Regions from separate parts of the Mus musculus genome. Here all the other regions are linked to region 3. Evidence: chromatin contacts called from public promoter capture Hi-C data. All regions are on one chromosome and are shown on one strand. Each heading gives the region's core, a stretch centred on a gene start, on an enhancer-like site or on the middle of the called end of the contact. The rest is flanking DNA. Distances are from core to core; before and after follow the strand shown. Region 1 holds the start of Ints10 (integrator complex subunit 10). Region 2 holds the start of Mfap3l (microfibrillar-associated protein 3-like). Region 3 holds the start of Msmo1 (methylsterol monoxygenase 1).

Region 1 (3,422 bases), core at 194-2,693, 4.1 Mb before region 3:
ACTGCCAATTCATATATATACACATATAAATATATATGTATATATATATATATATATATATATATATATATATATATATACATACATATATATAATTTGTGGAAACAGATATTTAGGCTATCCTTTTTAAAGAGTAATTTGATAGATGATGAATTGTACATATCCCTTAGCTACAAAACATCAAAATATGGGTGCAGAATTACTCACTGACATTCCAAACATAAATAAATTGGAAATTAACCATGCACCCAGAAAATGATACATGGCCATTAAGAACATCAGTTGTCTCTATAGACTAGACCCAGAGGGTCCACAACAGCGGGTTATGAAAGTACACTTCAGGGTAGAATGGCCTCGCTTTTATCAGCTACCCAGTGTATGTATGTATACATATGGAGACACACAAAACTTAGCTCTGGGTTAGAAGGGATTTCACATTTCATTCTATCAATTGCTGTCTGAATGTTTGTAATGAGCCTATGATAAATCACTGGCTACAAATTTGGGGATTAAAATACAAGAATTAAAAAGTCGTCTCTGTAGAACGCCTGTTGGCAATTAAGGCCTGAATTCTGGGTACCAGGGAAGAGGATGATCTTGCAGAGCCCCGACTGCTACTATCAATTGTTCATATCTGAAGAGGACCCCTTCAGATATCAACAATAGCTCCCAGAACGATCCCAGTTAACTCACATGTCATACAGCAACCTCCCTGCGGTGGCAGTCCTCTCGGCATTCCGTTCGATGGTGTACATTTCATACTGAAACAAGGCAGACAGGGTCAACGGCTTCCACGGTGGTAGCTGGTCCAGCTCCAGCCCACCTGCAGCACTGCTCAGAGGTGGGCCTTCACCCAGAACACCCACGAAGGGAAATGAGAGCCTGGTGGCCCAGAATTCACCCCATCTGCAGGGCTTCTAGGATCAAGTGGAGTAGAAACGTCCCCAAAGAAGCAGCAACTGAACAGATGGCTGCTACCATGATCAATGAATGAATGCCCTGGGCCCTAGTGGCAAAGATGCACTGTACAGGATCAACCAGACCCGGATTTACTGTATGGTTTCCGCCTTTGCAGGTGCTGGGGAAAAGGTTGGTCAACTGTCCTGTGGAGCAGGGTAGGAGCAACGTGGGGAGGGGGACAGCGGCCGCGCAAAGCGCCCAGGGCCACTGGGCTCGGCCAAACGCTCTCTTCCGCGCGTGCGGACGCGCCGGGTCTGACTCACCTGGATGTTGAAGTCGGCCGGGTAGAGGCTGCGGGCCGTGATCAGCCATGCCTTGGCTGCCCACAGGTCCTGGGGCACTAGTTCCCGGGCTCGCTGCACCAGAAACTCACAGTCGCCCTGGGCCGACATGGTCCCGGGTTTTTGCCCTTCCAGTAGGCGACACTAGGGCGCCGCCAACCCCCAGGTGGCCACTGCGCATGCCCAGAGACCAGCCAACCACAGGCCGCAGAGGTTCTGTAGAGTCCTATGGAAACTACGGAGACCTGGATTTTCATTACTCGGATTGCCATCCGTCGATGGTAGCGCGCCGCTGACCGCCTGGGAGTAAGCGTCAGAGTCGGCAACCCTGTGCTCCAGGTTCTTGCGTTCTCCTTTGATTCCAGCCCGGGTTTGAAGGTCCGCGACACGCTCAGACACGGAGCGGCGGTCCTTCGGTGTAAATAAACCTGGTGCCCAGGGTTAAGGTGTAGTTTCGAAGTGTCGCGGAGGGCTGGGCCTGGACTGTGCAAGACGACCCCACCCTCGCATGCGGAAAGACCCTGGATCGCCTGTTGCTTTTGAGCTTTGCCAACATCTTTGCCCCTGCCCCAGGCATTATTTCGCCTGAATCTTATTCTTTTTCTCCTATACGGAAAAATTAGCATTTAGAAGATGCTCGGCTGGATGTCCGAACCACCTGCTCTGCAAGAGTTAAAAAAAAAAACAAAAACAAAAACAAAAAAAAACAAAAAAACAAAAAAAAAACAAAAAAACTTTGATCATTTGAACAATGGAAAATAGCTGCAGTATAAATCGGTACCGAAATCCTGGCTTTGGTTTTGCATTTGAACAACCACAATAACAAAACAGTCCCCCTGTTCTGTTGACAAGGCAATATTCATTTATTGAATTGGAAGTGTCCGGAAAGTGAATTGCTAGCTTTGGTTTTCCGTCTAAGTGCATGTATATATATATATTTCTTATAGGTGTTTGTATATAGTTCCTATCAACTGTAGCCATCATTTGCCACTTAAAACCAGGACATCGAAGAATTCAGAGCTGGTTTTCTTTTCTTTTTTCCTTTGAGACATTCGGTCATGGCCCAAGCTGACCTTAAACTTGGCAAGTATACGAGGATGATCTTAAACTCCTGATTCCTGACTTCCATCTCCAAAGTGCTGGAATTAAGGACATGTGCCTGTTCTGATTAATTTTTTTTTCTTTAACAAAGAAATTAGGAATTTACTTATTTAAGTAAAAAATACAGATATTAAAAATAAATATGAATATAAACATTACAATAGTGAATTGCAGTTCTTGGATGAAGCTTTGTTTATGTCAAAGATTATTTGTGAAGAGAAGGGACATAGGCTACGAAACAAAACTATTTGGGGCAATAAACATCTACATCATCTCTGATATCTGACCTAACTGTCTTCTTCCAGATAAGCTTTTTAGGAGGGATCTTTAAGCCTGGAAGACTTGAAGCTCCAGTAACCTTCAAGTTAAGAATGAAATAATACCTGGTCTTTATGGAAGAGGTTTCCCAACCTTTCTCTAGCCCAGCTACCCGATGTCTATGCTGGCAAATGCATTGATCTGTTGCTCTCTTTTGTTCTGTGATCCTAGAAGCTCAGGTGGCTTCCCTACCGTGAACATATCATCCAAGGCAAGGTGAGACCTGGCCAAACCATCTCATTCATATTAAGCTTTGAATGAACTTTCTTTTAAGTTCCTTTATTGTTTTATATCGATCTTATTTATAGAAATGTAAAAATACAGGCTTGCTAATGAATAATTTATAAACAAGTAGTAAAAATTTGTGGTGAATTAGTGTGCTGATTCAAAAAGTGCAGAGACAGAGGGGTGTCGTTTTAGGTAAAACACCAAAAAATGTCAAACTCAAGTTTGGTTATCCTGAATTTTTAAAGGAAGTCTGAAAATTTAGCTGGCCATAGTGGCTCAAACCTTTTATACCAGTACTTGGAACAGAGGCAGGTGGACCTCTGTCACTTCAAGGCCACCCTGGTTTATTTAGGCAGTGTCAGGCTAACCAAGGCAAAGAACAGAAAGAGAAACCAAAGAGGCTGGAAAGATGGCTCAGCCACCCTGGTTTATGTAGGCAGTGTCAGACTAAACAAGGCAAAGAACAAAAAAGAGAAACCAAAGGGGCTGGAAAGATGGCTCAACAGTTAAGAGCACTGACTGCTCTTCTGAAGG
Region 2 (3,270 bases), core at 600-3,099, 4.1 Mb after region 3:
CTTGCTTAATGACGCTATATGACTTGGGCTGAGACTGAACAATTTGGTTACTGCAAGTAGCTACTTGGCATTTAAGTGTCTGGAAGTTCTTGAAGAAAAATATTGAAAGCTCAAATTAAACAATAGCTGTGGTACTTAAATAGTCTTAAATTTTTCAATTGTTAGCCAAAAAGGGTGAGGAGTGGGGTTTGAATAAGGTCACATGAGTGTGAGGAGATTTATTTTTAAAAGAAATGGTCTGTTGTGTTCATCTAGTGTCACTAGCAAACCCAGGGGGCACAGAAGTACAAACCCAGCAACACTTGTAAGACCTAGGTGCTCAGCCCCCTGCTATCAATCAGAAAGACACAGCTAAGGAAAGATCCCACTTGTCTCTTTCTAAACAGCACAAGGCATAGCTAGGTGGAGCAATCAGGGCACATTGTAAACGTGGTGCATCACACAGAGCCAGGTAATGTAACCAGTCATGTGCTGGGCTCCTCAAACTTGTAAGTATTTTAATAGATGAATATGGGTAGCTGTAGGGGAAAACAGTAACATTACCTTAGAAGGTACAGATTGCATTTTTGTGCATTAGCTCACTGCCTGCAAACTACCTTGCTCTAATTTAGTCTCTCCTGAAAAACAATTCTTTTTCCATCTTGCAGATTTAATCCTGAACATTTTACTATGTTGAGTGTAGTAGCAACTTTAAAAAAAAAGTGTTTTGCCTGGGGGGGGGGGAGTGAGAAAACTTCAAAAACCACTGTTTCTGCAATGCTGATTCCAAGTTCCTAATATAAAGCTAGAGCAAATAAAGATTGCTACAGTAACCACACTTTGAACAAGTGTCTTTCAAAACAATGACGACGGAGCCATAATATTTTCTACAGGGTGAGCAGCTGATGTACCTGCAAACATCTTCTTTTCTTTTTTCCAGTTTGCTTTATAAACCTTGGAATTTGCGATCCCAGGCTAATTTAAAGAGGGAGACAAGCAATTCTCGGGCTTAAAAAGGATTGACTCGGCATTTACTTTTTTAGCCAAAGAAGGACGTTCCCCCATTCCAGGCCACCAGACAATTTGGTGTCAACTTGCTATGGTGGGAAATGCGACAAACTCCAAGAGCTCTCAAGACAAGGAAGCAGCTCTTAGCACCAGCTGCTTCCCACACTCCTGCAGCATCAGGACGCGGCGCTTCGGAGCTCCCCACGCCGCCTTCCGGGCAAAGGCCAGTACACCCTTCCCTGTCTGGGGAAACTGAGGCACCGTGACAAGAACGATCCACAGCTGGGCGAAGAGCCCTGTCTCTGCGTGGCATCCTCCTTCTCCCGGGAGATTGGGAAGGCTCTGTGCTAACGCGCTGTGGACAGCGCGCCCCTGGCCATCAGAAGGTTGTGGCACGAGCCTTGGACGCGACTGTCCCCAACCCGCCGGTCTCCGCCCTGCATGTACTTCCAGCATCCTGCGACCAGCCACGAGCTGGGAGAGCAGGGCACCTCCAGGCGCGTAGCCTCGCCAGCCCAGGCGTCCGAAAGTTCTGCAGCTCGGGCGGCCGCTGACCACAAACCCGGTGCGAGGCTCCCTCCTACTGTAGCCCGCCGCCCAGGCTCGCCCGCCCAGTGCCCTCACTGACCTGACACCGCTGCGCCACTCGGGTGGTCGCCGTGCACCTCTCGCCATGGCCACCCGGGGAGCTCTGCAGCACCGAGCGTGTACCAACCTCCTCCGCCGCCCGCGCCTCTTCTCGATGCGGGTTACGAGCCCCGCCGCCGGGAGCCGGAGCTTCCCACCTACGGGCTCCAGAGCCGGCGAGAGCCGAGCATGCCCAGTGCGGCTCCCGGCGGCGCCGAGGTCCGGTGCACTCTGCACAACCGGGTTTTCGCCGCAGCCGCGGCCCGGGGCGGGCCGCTGCGGGTGGTGGGCTCCGCCCACCCCGGGCTGGCCCTGCAGTCTGCAGGGAAGCATCGTGCTCAGAGAGCCCGGCCTCTGGGCGGGACCGGGCGGCCACTGGGCGGTGCTCCCGCGCTCCACCCTGCCTCTTCCTCCAGACTCAGTGGTGCTAGGGCAGCGTGACTGGTAATTGTGGGGAGGCAGGGCGCTGCCGGCGTTGTCACCTCAACTTTCCGGAGCGTCGCGTCTCAGTGGCGTTCAAGGACACGCAGGCAAAGGCGTCTTCGAATGTCATCTTGGATGCCACGGGCAACCAGCCTACCCACGCATTAACCAACCTAGTCTCTAAGGCTGTCTTGTCACAGCACCTCGCGAGCAGGAGCATATGGGGCCTCCTAGGCGGCCGGCCGCGCTGTCACAGCAAAAGCACAGTGGACGCCTCGAAGTGGCACGACAAGACACAGCAGGGTGTTTGCGGTGGATTCTGAGTGGTGTGGTTCCGCGAAAATTTATAAAACTGCCCCTTAAAATTATTTGCAGTTTCGACATTCTCTCTAAAGAGCAGTTAAGTTGTTCTGATGAGAAAAAATAAGTATTCTAAAAATATTTTTACCACCTACATAAGTTTTCTGTGAACAGTCCTGCAATATTAGTGGATCTCTCCCCTGCCATCCCACACGCATTTAAATATTATGTACCTATCATCTATCTTTCTGTCTGTCTATCTATCTATCTATCTATCTATCTATCTATCTATCTATCTATCTATCTATCTATCTATCTATCTATCTATCTATCATTCTATCTATCTATTTAAGGGAGATCTTGTCAGTTTCTGGGACAGTGACCAAGCTCTTCTTCCCTGGCTCTTCTATCCTGGCCCCCTCCGGCCACGCCCCACACCGTGTTTTTTTTTTTTTTTTTTTTAAGAAGGGTAGCCCCGCCCCCACACCTATGTTGGTCATAGGCTGCTGGAAAAACACGGAGAGTTGGATTAAGCAAATTAACGCTACTAAAGTGGCTCAGGCTGTCAGACCCCGCGTATTCCACTCTGAGTTAGGAACAGCTGTCAAGATGACAGGAAGCTGTTAACGGGATAGCAGTCGACCTCCTTCTCTGTGACTGACAAACCCAGAGGCAAAGTATTGTCTGTGACCTCAAGCCCTGAGTTCCGCCGCAGAAGTGGCTGCAGGCAACTGAGCATGCTCTGAACAGTGCCAGACTGCTGCACGTGGTTGCCTCTGGCATCTGGCTGCCCAAGGTTGAGGAACATCAAGACACCAGAGCTCAGAAGACAGGAGGAGGGAGCTGCCCTTACAGCAAGCAATAGCATGGGTACGTGGGACGAACGGACGAACGCTGGTGCAGAGGGATTTATGTGCCAATGGATGCACGGGC
Region 3 (3,463 bases), core at 478-2,977:
AGATTGGCTTCCTGTCACCACATTATCTCTAGATAGGCTTTCACAAGTGGTGTAAAAGGAGCCTAGAGCTGTAGTCTAAGCGCTCCTGTCTTTGGGCACTCACACTAGCGTTACACAGGCTTGGTTCTTAGCTCATCTGCTGGTTTAGGTCCAGGTCTTGACACCTAGGGAGCAGATAACTCCCTTGACTTAGAACCAATTTCTACCTGTGGAACTCAGCCCCCTAGAATGTTAAGCATAAACTCTACCCCTGAGCTGCCTTGCCAGGGCCTCAGCATACATGTGCCCCTCCCCCTAGCCTCTCTGAGCTTTGTTCTCAATCTGCAACACGGGAAATGCTGGCATCCCTCAGCTATTGCAGGATCTATATTGCACTAGTACCCTATGGTCCATGTGCAGAGATTTATTAAAAGATAGTTGCCAGGCTCAGTCAGCACAAGCCTGAGCGTATGAGGTTAACCCTCAGCAGCACAAAGCAGAAGGAAGCACAAACTCCCCTTGTGAACACACACTCACAGACAGACACTAAATGAGATAAAAAGAATAGAACTTTGAAAAAAGCTTCACTTATTAAAGTACGTGGGGGGCAAGATGGATGATCCAAGGCCTGAGGACTAGAGGTCAAGGCCGTCCTTAGGTTACGTATCCAGCTCAAAGGCCAGACTATAACTCGAGACCTGTCTTAAGGAAGATCGAAATCTAATACACAAAATTGTCCATTACATATAAATTGTCAGGTTACCTTAATATCATTTTCATATTTATGTCTCAAAAATATTATTAACATGAAAATTTAATTCCTAGTTTTATTAATCTGATTACAATAAATATTAGAAAGTGATTTTTTTAAAAACTCCAGGGTAGCCTAAAAAAAATCCAACTTACATCACTGATTTTGTTTTTATTATTTTATATTATTTGAAAATGTCATCCATCTATACAGTTTATCTTGACCATATTTTCCCCTCATTCCCCAACTATAACTCCCTCAAGCCCCATCATACCTATCTGTCTATCTCTCTGTCTCTCTAGCTTTCTGTGTCTCTGGCTCTGTGAGTGTAAGAAAAAGGATACATTAATAAATTTGAAGAATAAATTTAGTATGTAAAAATTAATTATTTATAATGGAATTCAAACTATTATAACTAAACTATATGATATGTGGACCAGTTTAAAGTGAAAATAAATGTAGTATTCATACTAGTATAAATAATAAGAAATAAGTGTCATTTTCAAAAAAAAAAGAAAGATCGAAATCCAGAATAAACTACAGGAAAGCAAGACCAAAAACTCAAATCAGTCTTTAAAACATATATACCACTTTTTTCCCCGGGTTCTGGATGAAGCCAAGCCAATGTGAGTAGCAAGATGCTACAACCCAGCGCACCCACAGCACTGGGCGCCTAGGAACCCACCGCTTGGTTGCCAAGGCGACGCCGGGTCCGCGCGGCTGCCCCGCCCCGTCACGCCGTCACGCGCTCGCGCGGCGCCCCGCCTCCAGCTGCGCTGCCGCGCGGACGACTGGCTGGCCGCGCGGGTCTCACTATTCTCACTCCATCCGCGCAGCCAATGACTGGCGCCGCTAGGGCTTCGTTGACTTGAGTCACACGCTGCCGGGCCTTAGCACGGACCAATCACTGCACGGCGAAGGCAGGGCGGGAGTGGGGCGGACCAATTACGACAGGCGAGCCGGGGCCCGGCCTCCGGGCCCTGCCCCTGAGCCGGCAGAGGTAGTGAGGAGGCCGCTGCACCTGCCAGGACTTGCGCTTAGACCGCTGTCTGTCGCGGGGACGCCAGGTAAGGCGCTCTCTAGCCTGATCCGGGTGGAGGGCGACTGAGACGGGGACCAGCAGGGTGGTGTCCGGCTGAGGCCGGTAAGGATGCGGTGGGAAGAACCTGGGTGGGCTGTGCGAGACTCCAGGCAAGGAGCCTAGGTTCTCAAGTGATGCAACTGGAATGACAACACTTCCTGCCCTTTAAAGAGTTTGCAATCACCTGGAGTCTGGTTCATTGACTTGAGTCTTAAAAACTTTTTACAAAAACACCATCACCAAGTGGGGGAGTAGGGTGTGTTCTGTGTTTGTGGATCTAGGAAGCTGTCCCAGAGGTATTGTAGGATGTGGCTCCATGTGAGAGAGGGGTGCATGGACGAGAGGTCTGGGCTTCACATTAGGAGAATTACCCGCGCTTGAACCATGAAGGTTTAAACTTATGTTTAAATGGATCCTGACCCTGTGCCTAAGGCTTCTCTAAGCTGCAGTGCCGAAAGAGGGGCTGGGATCGTCAGCCAGGAGTTAAGTTATCCTACGAATACATTTTTTTTTTCATCCTTTTTATTTTTTGAAATCCGAGGATCTAGTCTACCTGATTCAGATCGAATTTCCAGGCAAGCAGGCTGCTCAAAACTGAAAAGGCAGGATATTCATTTCAGCAAAGCCTGCTTTCCCCTCTCCTGTCTGATCACTTTATCTGACACTTTGTTTAAAACTACATGCCCTGTTTTCCTCTCCTCATTACGGAGCGTGAACTTGAGGTAACTGAACGCTGTCTCAGCATTGTGTGGAAGTTGGGAGACTTAGTCGAGGATGCCGAGTTAGAGACTAGAACAGCTCTTTTGGAGGTGATGAAGTTTCTCAAGTTAGGCATTAAAGCGTGTTTGCGATGGGCACCTGAGGCACTGTAGGATGCATTCAAGTTTGATCCAGGCCAGCAGCCTTTTGGGTAATCAGAATCTAAATCAGGATAAGAGTTACAGATGATGGGTATCAACCAGCATTCCATGAGACTAGGAAAAATGTCAAATGGAGAAATGTCAAATCTTGATGGTTGCTGAGTGTGTGGGCGAACACTGGTAATCTCAGCAGGGTATCAGGAGTTCAAGGTCGTCCTTAGTTTCATAGTTTTAAGCCCAACTTAAGACACAGATCTTGAGACACAGAGAGACAGGCAGAGAGAGAGAGAGAGAGAGAGAGAGAGAGAGAGAGAGAGAGAGAGAGAGAGAGAGAGAGAGAGGAGAGAGAGGAGAGAGAGAGAGAGACAGACAGACCTGGGGCACTTTGTGAAATTTTTTTTAAGAGTAAGTTGAGCATACGGATAGAAATAGAAAACGATGGGGAGTGAGAACATACCGCCAGTGTGAGCAGCCTTTTCAGGGGGCCTGGGTAAGCTGTACTCCTCCACTCCCCATCCGTGCAACTTTGTACTGTTATTCATTTATCCTAAGCCTCAGCTCATCATTTGAAAACCAAGGATCATAGAAGTTCCTCTATTTCACAGCGAGGCAAGGGTTTAGCTTAAAATGACAGCATATACTGGGTATGCAGAAGGTGCTCAATAATTGTTAGCTTATTTTAGATGCTGTGTGCCAGGTCTTATGTTCAGTGCTTAACATGATATTTATTGAGGTTTCCTGACAAATTATTATTATAGTATTATTATTAATATTATTGTCTTTTTTTTTTTT

What was found. Promoter capture Hi-C pulls out the DNA fragments that hold promoters and counts their contacts.
Region 1: a contact with region 3 is called in a promoter capture Hi-C map of pre-B cells, with 6 times the contacts expected there. The contact joins the promoter of Ints10 here to the promoter of Msmo1 in region 3. A contact is called at or near these places in 3 of 39 promoter capture datasets (cranial neural crest, liver and pre-B cells) and 1 of 484 Hi-C or Micro-C datasets (pre-B cells).
Region 2: a contact with region 3 is called in a promoter capture Hi-C map of pre-B cells. The contact joins the promoter of Mfap3l here to the promoter of Msmo1 in region 3.

The regions. Positions count from the first base shown.
Region 1 is chr8:68,791,950-68,795,371 of GRCm38.p6, reverse strand. It overlaps Ints10 (integrator complex subunit 10), which reads right to left and starts at 1,443. Exons shown (of 17, transcript NM_027590.4): 1 at 1,224-1,443; 2 at 694-761. The coding sequence starts at 1,352.
Region 2 is chr8:60,631,404-60,634,673 of GRCm38.p6, reverse strand. It overlaps Mfap3l (microfibrillar-associated protein 3-like), which reads right to left and starts at 1,849. Exons shown (of 3, transcript NM_027756.5): 1 at 1,616-1,849. It overlaps Gm34730 (a long non-coding RNA gene), which reads left to right and starts at 2,819. Exons shown (of 3, transcript XR_379010.3): 1 at 2,819-3,207.
Region 3 is chr8:64,731,842-64,735,304 of GRCm38.p6, reverse strand. Msmo1 (methylsterol monoxygenase 1) reads left to right here and starts at 1,727. Exons shown (of 6, transcript NM_025436.3): 1 at 1,727-1,797.